2 separate regions of the Sus scrofa genome follow, and region 2 is linked to region 1. The links are chromatin contacts, called in public HiChIP or PLAC-seq maps. All regions are on one chromosome and are shown on one strand. The core of a region is the stretch at or near the end of the contact, and the rest is flanking DNA. Distances in the headings are between cores, read along the strand shown.

Evidence for each region. HiChIP or PLAC-seq counts read pairs in DNA pulled down with a chosen protein or histone mark.
Region 2: an H3K27ac HiChIP or PLAC-seq map of alveolar macrophages shows a contact between it and region 1. The contact joins two enhancer-like sites.

What each region holds. Positions count from the first base shown.
Region 1 is chr13:146,967,775-146,974,121 of Sscrofa11.1, forward strand. All of the region lies in intron 1 of CD200R1 (CD200 receptor 1), which reads left to right. Among named protein-coding and RNA genes, the nearest start is that of CD200R1, 18 kb to the left of the region's middle. Within about 2 kb of position 1,612, at least 4 of the 83 cell types and tissues checked have an H3K27ac peak or open chromatin away from gene starts, as enhancers often do. A contact at or near this core is called in alveolar macrophages, where this site is marked.
Region 2 is chr13:147,136,492-147,142,843 of Sscrofa11.1, forward strand. No RefSeq gene overlaps it. Among named protein-coding and RNA genes, the nearest start is that of CCDC80, 64 kb to the right of the region's middle. Within about 2 kb of position 4,205, at least 5 of the 83 cell types and tissues checked have an H3K27ac peak or open chromatin away from gene starts, as enhancers often do. A contact at or near this core is called in alveolar macrophages, where this site is marked.

The sequences.
Region 1 (6,347 bases), core at 362-2,861:
ATTTATATCCACAATGTGCATTTTTATAAAACACACATACTAACTAAAATGTTAAGGTTGATATTTTAAATTTTCCAGAGCCAGAAAGTTATAGTAAAGATTTCTATACTGTATGGACTTTGCCATACTGGTGTTTAGAAAAAATTTTATACTTAGTGTAGCTAAATAAGTTTGTTCTTGGCAATTTAATTTGAATTTCTGGGTCTTTGTGTGATTAAGATGTCAGTCTCAGAGTTGCATTTATTTTTTTTAAATTTTTTTACATAATGATTTTTTTCTCCATTATAGCTGGTTTATAGTGTTCTGTTGATTTTCTACTGTACTGCATGGTGACCCAGTTACACATACATGTGTACATTCTTTCTTCACACATTATCATGCTCCATCATAAGTGACCAGACATAGTTCCCAGAGCTACACAGCAGGATCTCATTGCTAACTCATTCCAAAGGCAATAGCCTACATCTATTAACCCCAAGCACCCCAGCCATCCCACTCTACCCCCCGACCCCTTGGCAACCACAAGTCTATTCTCCAAGTCCATGATTTTCTTTTCTGTGGAAAGATTCATTTAATAAGTAAGGGATAACTCGTGAATGGTATCCTAAGAACATTACACGCTGAGGTTTTAAACCCAGTAAAAATGAAGCAGCATATCTCTCTTAAAGATTAAAGTTTCCATTTAAAATAAACACAATGGCACAGAGTTATTTTATTGCTTCATTGCCTAATCCAAAATGGTTTAGATCCGTACTCATAATAACTTGCAGGGTTTTGACGTTTGAAAGCTTGAAACACCAAATGAAGAATGAAATAATTATATTATTTGGTTTTCTTTATGTAAAATATCAGAATATTCTCGCAGATTTCAATGTGTTAAAACATATTCAATGTATTTCAATGTATACTGTGTTGTGTTTATGTTAAAGTAGGAAGTTCATTAAATGTTAAAAACTATGAAGATGAAAAGTAAAGATGTAAAGTCCATAATAAGCAATAAGAATAACTTCTAATTAGTTCAATACTAGCATAGAAGCCTCAAGTCCTAGAGAAAAATATCAAAAGAAATGTAAAAATAAAACTATTCTGCATTGTTCTCTTTTACAACTGTATAGTCATCTTTTTGGAACATAGCCAAATATTTTAGTCTACGGTTTTGCTTCAATTTTAGGATTCTTTTAGCTTAAAATTCATTTTATGAAATACCTTACTGCTTTGTTTGTATTCTCCCAAAACCATGTAGATAAATGAAAGAGCGGGAAATCTTTAACTTTTTGTTTCCCATCTTCATACATTAGAAATAATTATCTAAGCAACTACATTAACTATTTAAGTAATGGTGTAATCCATGTTCTATTTTGGTTAATAATAGTTACTGAATCGGGTTTTTTCTTTTTTTATCCTGGGAATGGTTAAATATCAGAAATGCTTACCTCTAACATTTTTAGTCAGTAGAGCTCAGGATTTTACAATACATAAAAACTGTTTTAACAGCAGCAGAAAACCATGTGCTGTTTCTGAGAGCCTTTTTTCACTCACTGGAGGAAGCCTTTGAGTATAGGTTTGCACAGTCATGTCTGTACAGTGTCCACTGTGTGGGTGGTATATACTTGCTCAGGCATATGACAATGACAACTTGGGAAGGGAAACTCAAAGCGAGTGTTCAAAGTGACTAAGAGGTTTCATTTGTAGTCAAATCACAAGACAATCTTACTCCTACTGATGATTTTGACTTACATGGAAAAGGTTTTTTAAAAAATTATCTTCAGCGTCAAGGGCTTTTCATTTGTGTTTTATCTTGTGTTTATTTGTGTAGATGCATGTTTTAATATTATGTATGCTGAAACCTGATGTTTCTGGTATTTTTAATTAAATCGAGGAATAATTTATGTACAGTTAACTGTGTCCATTTAAAAGGTACAATTTGATGAGGTTTGACAGTTGTATTATGTACCTGTGATTATCGTCACAAACAAGATACAAAACATTTCCACTATTCTTCAAATATTCCTCCATGTATATTTGTAGTCTATTCTTGCCTTCATTCCCATCATCTGTAAGCAACCACTGGTCTGCTATTTGTTACCATAGATGAGTCAGCATTTTATATTAGTAGTAGTACTTTGTGTAGTGTGTACTATGTACTCTTTTTTGTCTGCCTTATTTCACTCAAGGGAATGATTTTGAGATTCATCCATGTTGTGTGTGTTCCTTTTCATTGATGAATACTTTTCCATCATAGGGATAACTTGTCTATCTGTTGATTGGCATTTGGGTTGTTTCTAGTCTTTGATCATTGTGAATAAACCTGCTACGAACATTCATGCTCAAATCTTTGTGTGGACATAGGTTTTTATTTCTCTTGGGTCAATACCTAGGATTGGAATGGTGAGGTTATATGTGGGCATGTGTTTGACTTTTGAAAAAAAAATGCAGGAATTTTCTAGTGTAGTTATGCTCTTTTACATTCCCATTGGTAATGTATGAGAGTTCCAATGGCTTCACACTCTTGCCAATTACACATTATCAATCTTTTTAACTTTGGCCATACTTATAGGTGTGTAATCATTATCTTTCAGTGATTTAAATCAGTAGTTCCTCTATGATTACTAATGTGGAACAAATTTTTGTGTATTTATTAGAAGTTTGAATTTTCTTTTTTTGGTGAAGTGTCTGTTCTAGTCATGTGCCTGTTTTTAAAATTGATTTTTAAAATTACTGAATTGTAAAAGTTCTTCACATAGTCTACATAGCAATTTTTTGTTAAATACACATATTGCAAATATTTTATTCTAATCTGTGGTTTACCTTTCATTTTATTAGTGATATTTTTCAAAGAGCAAAATTTTAAAATTTTGATAATGTCCACTTTATCAAATTTTATTTCATCATTAGGGACATACTTCAATAGAGCAGAATAGGGTCTAGAAATGGACTCACACATTTATAGTTTATTGATAATCAACAAAGGTGTGCCTATTCTTTAGCCAATGCCAGACTGCCTTGATTACTGTAGCTTCAGAATGAAGTTTAAAATTAGATGGTATAAATCTTCCAGTCTTACTCATTATTAAACATTGCTTTGACTAGTCTAGGTTCTTTATTTCTATATAAATTTCAGAACTAGCTTCTCAGTTTTCACAGAAAATACTACAAGCTTTTAATTAAGACCATGTAGAAACTGTGGACCAATTTGAGGAGAACTGACCTCTTAACAATTGAATATTTCCATCCAAGAACAAGATACTTATCTTCATCTATACAGGTATTCTTTAATTTATCTCAGTGATATCTTGTGGTTTTCAGTGTACAAGACTTGTGCATCTTTTGTTAAATTTATTCAATAGTTTTTTGCATTATTATAAATAGAATTAATTAAAAATTTTTATTTTTTAATTATGCACTGCTATATATAAAATACAATTATTTAAAAATATAATTAGTGTTTTTATACCATGACCTTGCTAAATTCAATTAATTCTAGGAGTGGTTTTGTAGATCTCTAACCATCATGCCTTCTGCAATTAAAGACAGTTTTATGTTTTTGTTTCTGATCTGTACGTCTCTTTTCCCCTTGCCTTACTGCAATCACTAGAACCTGGATTACAAATTGAAAAGAAGTACTAAGAGCAGAAATTCTTGCTCCGTTCTTAATTTTAGAGGGGAAATATTTCATTAAGTATGATGTTAGCTGTCATATTTTCTTCAATGCTCTTTAAGGGTTTGAAGAGATTAACTTCTATTCCTAGAGTTTTAAAAATAATGAATGAGTGCTGAGTTTTGTCAAATGCTTTTTCTAAATCTGCTAAAATAATCATGTTTTCCCCCTTATTCTATTAATGTGGTCAATTTCATTGATTTTTGAGTATTCAAACTGCATTCCTGAGAAAAACCCTACATGATCATGTTGTATTAAAAACGCTAGATTTGATTTGCTAATATTTTTTGAAAATTTTTATGTTAAATAAGTCTGCTGGTCTTGTTCTTATTTGTAATGCGCTCACCTGGTTTGGGTATAGTTAATTCTACCCTTGTAAAATGAGTACAGAAATGTTTCCTCCTTGTCTATTTTCTGAAGGAATGTTTGTGTAGATCTGATATTACTTTATGAAATGCTTGATTAAATTTGACACTGTAGGGAGTTCGCCTTGTGGCACAGCAGAAATGAATCTGATTAGTACCCATGGGGATGCAGGTTTGATCCCTGGCCTCATTCAGTGGGTTGAGGATGTGGCATTGCCACGAGCTGTGGTATAGGTCACAAATGCAACACAGATGCAGCTCAGATCTGGCATTGCTGTGGGTGTGACATAGGCTGGCAGCTGTAGCTCTGATTCAACCCCTAGCCTGGGAACTTCCATATGCCACGCCTGCAGCCCTAGGGGGGAAATATTTGACAGTGTTGCCAACTTGGTGGGAAGATTTTTCTTTCTTTCTTTTTTTTTTTTTAAGGGCCACACCCACAGCATATGGAAGTTCCCAGGCTAGAGTTGAATTGGAGCTGCAGTTATCAGTCTAGGTCACAACCACAGCAACAACACAGGATCCAAGCTATGTCTGTAAACTACGCCACAGCTCATGGCAACGCTGGATCCTTAACCCACTGAGTGAGGCCAGGGATTGAACCTGCATCCTCATGGATACTAGTCAGGTTCGTTACCACTGAGCCACGATAGAAACTCCAGTGGGAAGATTTTTATCAACAAATTTAATTTCTTTAATAAACATTAGGTTTTTCAGATTATCAGTTTAATTCCAAACAAAGTTTGAAATCTTTACCTCCAGTGAATTTCTCCATTTTATCTGTTATTTAATTTTGGTTAGCATAAAGTAGTTAATACTTGCTTACTATTTTCATAAATATAGTATCTATGTTAATGTTCCTTCTTTCCTGATATTAGATGTTTATGTTTTTTTCTTTTTTGTCTTTTTGCCTTTTCTAGGGCCGCTCCCTTGGCATATGGAGGTTCCCAGGCTAGGGGGCGAATTGGAGCTGTAGCCACCGGCCTATGCCAGAGACACAGCAACACGGGATCCGAGCCACGTCTGCAACCTACACCACAGCTCAAGGCAACACCGGATCCTTAACCCACTGAGCAAGGCCAGGAACTGAACCTGCAACCTCATGGTTCCTAGTCAGATTCGTTAATCACTGGGCCACGACGGGAACTCCTATGTTCTGCTTTTTTCTTGATAAATCTGGGCTATTGGTTTATAAATATCGAACAACTTTTCCAAGAACCAGCTTTTGATTTTGCTAATTTTTATCTTGCTCATTTTCTATTTTGTTGATTTCTGCTCTTTTATTATTTTCTTCCTTTTGTTTTTAGCTGTTTAGGTGGATCTTAATTTTTTTGTTTTGTTTTGTAATTAGTATTTAAAACTATATTTTTTTCTGTAAGCATTGCTATAGCTGCATGTCACAAAACTTGATATTATATACACTTTTATCTATCTTACTTCTTTCACTTAACAATATGTCCTGGAGATCATTCCATAATACTTCATCCTTTTCAAGAGTTTCATTGTACTTCACTTTGTGGATGTACCATAATTTAGAAAACTAGCTCCCTATGGGTGGCTATTTGGGTTATTTCTAAAAATCTTACTATTACAATATTATAATGATCAGCCTAGTGTATATATATTTCTCACTATTGCCTTATTGCCTGCATATCTTTGGGATAGATTCTGAGAAGTGATATTGTTGGATCAAAAGGAAAATGCATATGTAACTTTGCTATTTACTGTCAAATCTTCCTTTTTTTTTTTTTTTTTTTTGTGTGTGCTATTTAGGGCCACACCCATGGCATATACAAGTTCCCAGGCTAGGGGTCTAATCAGAGCTACAGCTGCCAGCCTACACCGCAGACACAGCAACTCTGGATCCTTAACCTGCTGAGTGAGGCCAGGGATCGAATACACACCTCATGGATACTAGTTAGATTCGTTTCTGTTGAGCCACGATGGGAACTCCAAATTTTCCATTATTGAAGCTATAACATTTAACATGCCGGCCATATATTGGCATTCCTGTCTTTTCACAGCTTTGTAAAGAGAATATGTTGTCAAATTTTTGGATTTTGACAATGCTATAAGTGAGCAACAGCATTTCTACATAGTTTTGATTTGTATTTCTTTTACCATGAATGATGTTAAGCTTCTTTCTAAATGACTAAGAGAGCTATGTACTTCTAACCTAGCTTGAGCCAGCCATAAGCCAGAAAGCTGTGCAGCCACTCTTCTGCATTCTAAGGATGCAGAATGAACACTGTAGTTAAAAATCTCTGCCCCCCCTGGAGCTTACAGTCTAGTAAGGAAGTAATGGGTTTGGCACATGAATTTTG
Region 2 (6,352 bases), core at 2,955-5,454, 170 kb after region 1:
TGATACGCTTCTTTTTTCATGTCCAGCAGGAGAGAGTGATAGCATCTTTTCCAATCATGAAATAAAAGTCCTTCCCTTCTGTCTGTGTAAAAGCAGGTCATATATCCCAGCCCTGGACCATAGCTGTCACAAGAAAGAATACCATGAGCTGATTGTCCTAAGCCTGGATTCTGGAACAATCACCGACAATGAGAATGGAATTACCATTTGTCAATCAGGAAGCACTCACCCATTAACTGGAGATAGGGTCAGATTCCCCTAAGTAATATGGACTGAAAAGAAGAGGAGTGGTAGATAACCCAAGAAATATGTGGAATCTATTTGGAGAATATAGAAGAAATGGATACTAGAGAGGCAATCAGTGATCCACTGTACTACATTACAGGGTTTCCACTTAAAGTTTAAAGTCTCAGCTTGGGATATAAGTTTTTACAATTCAGCCCTCCTAGGTAAAGTTAGAGAAGTTCCTCCCCATGACTCAATGAAGGATCCAGGGAGTTCTTTGGGTTTACAGGGTCCTGGGATAGATATCATGGCAAAATGGTCCATACAGTGTCACTTCAAATAACAAAGAAAAGTTCTGTGCCAATGGTGGCTGCTATTTCCACTGGGAAGTCCACTTACTGTGGTGTTTGTACAGAAATATTCCACTTGAGGTCCCAGGTACAAATTTGGGGATGAATTTATGTGAATCATAATAATTTATATGAATCATTTATGTGAACCCTTGATGGTAGATGGAGAGAACTATCATTCTTCTCAAATTCAGTACTTTTTTCCAATTACTCATCCTATATTTCAAGATCAGTCTGCCTTTCCCCTTTCCCCACCCTTTCCACCCCATTCTTTCCCAGACAATTCTCCTCATCCAGTGACTTCCATTTTTGCTTGCCTTTTGCCCCCATATTTTAGTACTTTCTAGAGTTCTAGCCCTAGACCCTCTATCAAGCCCAAATTCCTATACTACTTACTTTTTTTTCATGCAATAAGCTTTAATAGCTGTGAAATACAGAGCCCAAATCACTAGCAACTAAGCATTCGTTTCTCTTTCCATGGTAGGAAGGCTTAGTCATTAGACACTTCCTGGGAAGGAGAAATGTTTGCTTTCCTTGTTGGGTGTGCACAATTATGGGAATAGAAGGAGGGAAGAGAAATTTCCCTCTCTTTTAGAATGGGTTGAATCACTCCTTCCAATGCAGAGAAACAAAGAAAAACAGAAAACAGGGAGTGACATTTCCACATTAAAACAGGTTAAAAATTCATATCCTGCCACATTTGTATTACTATACTTTGTGTCTTGTATCTCTAGAGTAATCCCTTTTAATTAAGGGAGAAAATTATGGCATCCTGAGAACTTCATGGGTCTTAGCCTCTGTATGCCCTCTGCTTTCTGGCATCTACGTGGGCTGTTGGAATTAAAAGTACCATCAGTGATTCCATTATAAACTCCTCTTTTTACACAGTTCCTCTTTTTATTGAGTTATCTGGCCCCTCGTCACCAAATCTGGACAGCCTCAGCTCAGGAGTGCAGTTAATTGTGGAATTTATCACACTGAGCAGCTTGGATACTTTATAGTATGGAAATGAAAAATGAATAAGAAAAAAGCAATTTTTTTGTTTTTGTTTTTTTGTCTTTTTGCCTTTTCTGGGGCCGCTTCCCCAGTATATGGAGGTTCCCAGGCTAGGGGTCTAATCCGAGCTGTAGCCGCTGGCCTATGCCAGAGCCACAGCAACATGGGATCCAAGCCACGTCTGCAACCTACACCACAGCTCACGGCAATGCCGGATCCTTAACCCACTGAGCGAGGCCAGGGATCGAACCCGCAACCTCATGGTTCCTAGTTGGATTTGTTAACCACTGCACCACGAAGGGAACTCCTAAAAAAGCAGTTTTTTAATTAGAAAAATCCATAGGTACTACAAGGTGCAAATCAGATGATTATGGGAATTAATGATAGAAAAGGAACATTCTGCCACCTGTCAAGGAAACACTTGAATCTTTAGGGACTGAAATCTTTACTTGGTGTATAGAGGCAGAAGTGTTAAGGTTTCAGGTTTGCTTGTCTCTTACCAAGAAGAGAAAAAGAATAAATTCCCTCCCTCCCACATCCAACCAGTTCATTTTAGACCACAGGGTTTATTAATATTCAGTAATATGAATAGGCTTAAATAGATAAAAATAGCCAAGCTATTTCCTTTAGACATAGATTTCTGTAAGCCAAGCTGATTTTTCCCATCAGTGCAAGTGTAATTTTCTCTATCGCCAGAGAAGGATATTTTTCCTACCAGTGATCATCGTGTGGGATGGCCATCACCATCTTCTTTCACTTATTTTGCTTTGTGAAAGGTTGAATCCTTCTGTGCTTCTCCTGTCAGCATCTTTATCTGTCTTTTTCTGTTTCTACTACATTTTTACTTCCGAGTCAAGAAAATATTAAAGCAAATTAAATTTCTATGCTACTTAGGGAGATATTCTCCTCCAGTAAAAGATGTAAAAATTTCATCATCATCTGCAATACTGCCATGATCTGCAAAGGATAGAGCCTCAACTTGCTATTTAAATTTAAATCCATTAAAATAAAATAAATTAAACAATTCAGTTCCTCCACATTTCAAGGGCTCAGTAGTTGCCTGTACCTAGTGATTACTGTATTAAATAGCACAAAACATTTTCATCTTTTCAGAAAGTTCTATTGGATAGCACTGCTGGAGATGCCATATAGAAATCTATGTCAAATTCCATTTGGCTGTAACTATTAATTTTAAGCCAGTTTAAGAGTTCTAACTGAGCATAACTAAAAGGATTTTTTGTTGTCATTTTGGTTTTGTTTTCCAAACATCTCATGATTTTTCAATCTGTGAAAAACAAACTCTTGGGCAGACAACTGGAGAGTGATGATCCAAAAGTTAGACAGTCCTGGGTCTAGTTCAGCTGTCATCGTCATCAGCTATATGGCCTCCCTCAATCTCTAAGTGTAGGTTCTTTCCTATAAAATGGAGGCAGTTGTGTTGCCTGCTCTGCTATTTTCATCGTCAATAGGCAGGAATTGTGTTGTATTTATTTTTATATCCACAAAACTTAAAACCATTACTGGTACATAGCACGTGCTCAATAAATGTTCTTTAGCTAAACAGTGAGAAAATGCACATAGATCCTCTTTGTAACTTTAATATGTTCTTTAATCTATCAGTACATAACTAGACGGAGGATTTTATTTATCAAAATTTGAGGGAAGGTACCCTTGGTGATGTGAAACTTGGGGAGAAGAAAAATGCCTCAAAAGGATTTTTAGAAAGTTTTAAGGAAATTAAAACAAAGATCTAGTAAATATTTGAAAGCTTTCTGAATCAGAGTGATGTGGTTTAAATGTCTTGGTTGCACTTGATTTCAAATCAAGAACAACCAGCCCTCATTTTACATGGGTTATAATCATATGAGAGATTAAATATAGATCATGTAAATTAGTTTCCTAGGAAGTTTTAAGGCATAATCTTCTTCTCTTATTCTTTGTTCCCCACAACTCTCACTACCTTAAAGTCTGTATTTCAGCCATAGTTTCAGGAGAGCTTGAAAAGAGTACAATAACTCCCTATCCTATAGAAGCTGAACTCCCTATCCTGTAGAACAGCCACACCTGTTAATGAACACTCACAGAGCAAAGTGCTGCAGGCCACTGACCAACATACATGAGAGTCAGATATCTGTTAAGCAGCTTCTAAATTAGTGGAAACAAGCCAGCCAAATGCATTTGCAGTAGAATTCCAACTGAAGGAACACAGAAGTCAGGCTGTGTGGGTAGTTTGGAAGAAGGCTGAGCTACCCTGGGAAGACTCTCTGGAAAGAAGGAATGAATGTTCAAAACAAATTAGCACCCTGACAGATGGAGAATGGGTTTGAGGATCTTAGTGGCTAGAAGACTATGAGGATTATATTATTCCTTGCTTTTCTCTGTAAAGCAAGAGCCAAGATGTGCTAAGCTCCAAGGGTGAGCTGGCCAGGCACATGGCCCAGTCTTAACTCTATTTTTACTTCATAGAAGATAAAATATGCCCTCTGCATTCCCTCAGAACAGAAGAAGCTGGTTCAGTGCACTGCCACTCACTACATCTACCTTTACTTAGGTGGTTCCACATATATTCATCTTAATTAGATCATACGTGGTAAACATACTGTCAGTTGCATGTTTTGTAAGAGAAGAATCTGTGACTCAACATCCCACAAGATGTAACTGAAGTGGTAAAATGACCCAACTGTTTCTTTGCAAAGTCTGTCTTCTATATCTTATCTTCTACTTTTTTTAATTATATAGGAGCAGTGCAAGTATGGGGAGGCCTAGGGAGGTCTTCTCTTTTTATCTAGTATTACTTTTATCTGTTATTGCTGATATTCTCAAAATGAAGGTGAAAAATATACTCTCTGAATGTTTATTTGATACAGATCCAATTCTGTTAAGTTCAATTTAAATAACAAGTTAATATTTCAAATCCCTTTCCTGTAACTTTATGCTTTTGTTTCAGGATGATGATTCCAGATCTGAGTTCCATCGAGCTGTTAGATGCTCTTTTATATCGAGCTGGCAGAACTGCAAGCCTGCTTACTTCTATGCTAGAACATACTTCCTCTTTAAAATGCATGGAAGTCTGAGTCCCTTTGACCTAATGGTGGCCAAGGTCACCATGAGTGTCAGTCTCAAATCCTGGATGTTACCTTACCCTTCCTTCCCAAAACACAGCTCATCCTGAGACTATACGATTCAGGGCAAGGATACTGGAGGTCTGGGTTCTAGTTGCCAGTAACTAGCACATGCCCATGTAAGCCTTTACCCCCTCTGTTCTCCTCAACTGCAAAATGATTGACTAGGTTATCAATTACACATACATTCTCATTCTTTTATAAGTTATTGAAGATACTGAATATAGTTCCCTGGGCTATATAGTAGGTCCTTGTTGGTTTTATATTTATAGTAGTGTGTATATTTTACTTTCAGCCTATTAATTTATCCCTCTCCCTGTTCCCAAAAAGTAACTCTGTTTCTATGTCTGTCTGTTTCTATGTCTGAGTCTATTTCTGTTTTGTAAATAAATTCATCTGTATCTTTTTTCCACATATAAGCAATATCATATTTGTCTCTGTATGTCTTACTTCACTTAACGTAATAATCTCTAGGTCCATCCATGTTGTTATAAATGGCATTGTTCCATTCTTTTTTATGGCTGAGTAGTATTCCATTGTGCACGTACATGTGCGTGCACACACACACACACCCATCCTCTTTATCCATTCATCTGTCAATGGACAATTAGGTCACCTCTATGTCTTAGCTTCTGTACATAGTGCTGCTATGAACATTGTGGTGCATGCATATTTTCAAATTACGGTTTTCTCTGAATTGATGCCAAGGAGTGGGATTGCAGGATCATACGGTAGCTCTATTTTTAGTTTTTTAAGGAATTTACACTGTTCTCCATAGAGGTACCAATTTACAGTTCCTCCAACAATGTAGGAGGGTTCACTTTTCTCCACATACTCCTCTCCAGCATTTAATATTTGTAGACTTTTTGATTATGGCCATTCTGACTGATGTGAAGTGATAGCTCACTGTAGTTTTGATTTGCATTTCTCTAATAATTAGCAATACTGAGCATCTTTTCATGTGACTTTTGGCCATCTGTATGCTTTCTTTGGAAAAATGTCTTTTTGGATCTTCAGCACTTTTTTTTGATTGGGTCATTTATTCGTTTGTTTGATATGAGATGTAGGAGCTATTTGTATATGTTGGAGATGAATCCCTTTTCAGTTGCATCATTTGCAAATATTTTTTCCCATTGTGTAGGAAGTCTTTTTGTTTTGTTTATGGTTTCCTTTGCTGTGCAAAATCTTTTAAATTTAATAAGGTCCCATTTGCTTACTTTTGCTTTTATTTCCATTACTCTAGGAGATGGATCCAAAAAGATATTGCTGCTATTTATGTCAAAGGATATTCTGCCCATGTTTTCCTCTAGGAGTTTTATACTATCCAGTCTTACTTTTAGGTCTTTAATTCGTTTTGAGGTTATTTTTGTGTATGGTATAAAGGATGTTTTAATTTCATTCTTTTACATGTAGCTGTCCAGTTTTCCCATCTTTACTTATGAAGAGACTGTATTCATTGTATATCCTTGCCACCTTTTTCATAGATGAATCAACCATATGTGCATGGGTTTATTTCTGGGCTTTCTATCCTGTTCCATTGATGTGTACTTCTGTGTTTGTGCCAGTGCCATACTGTTTTGATGACTATATTTTTGTAATATAGTCCAAAGACAGGGACCCTGATTTCTCAAGCTCCATTTTTCTTTCTCAACATCGCTG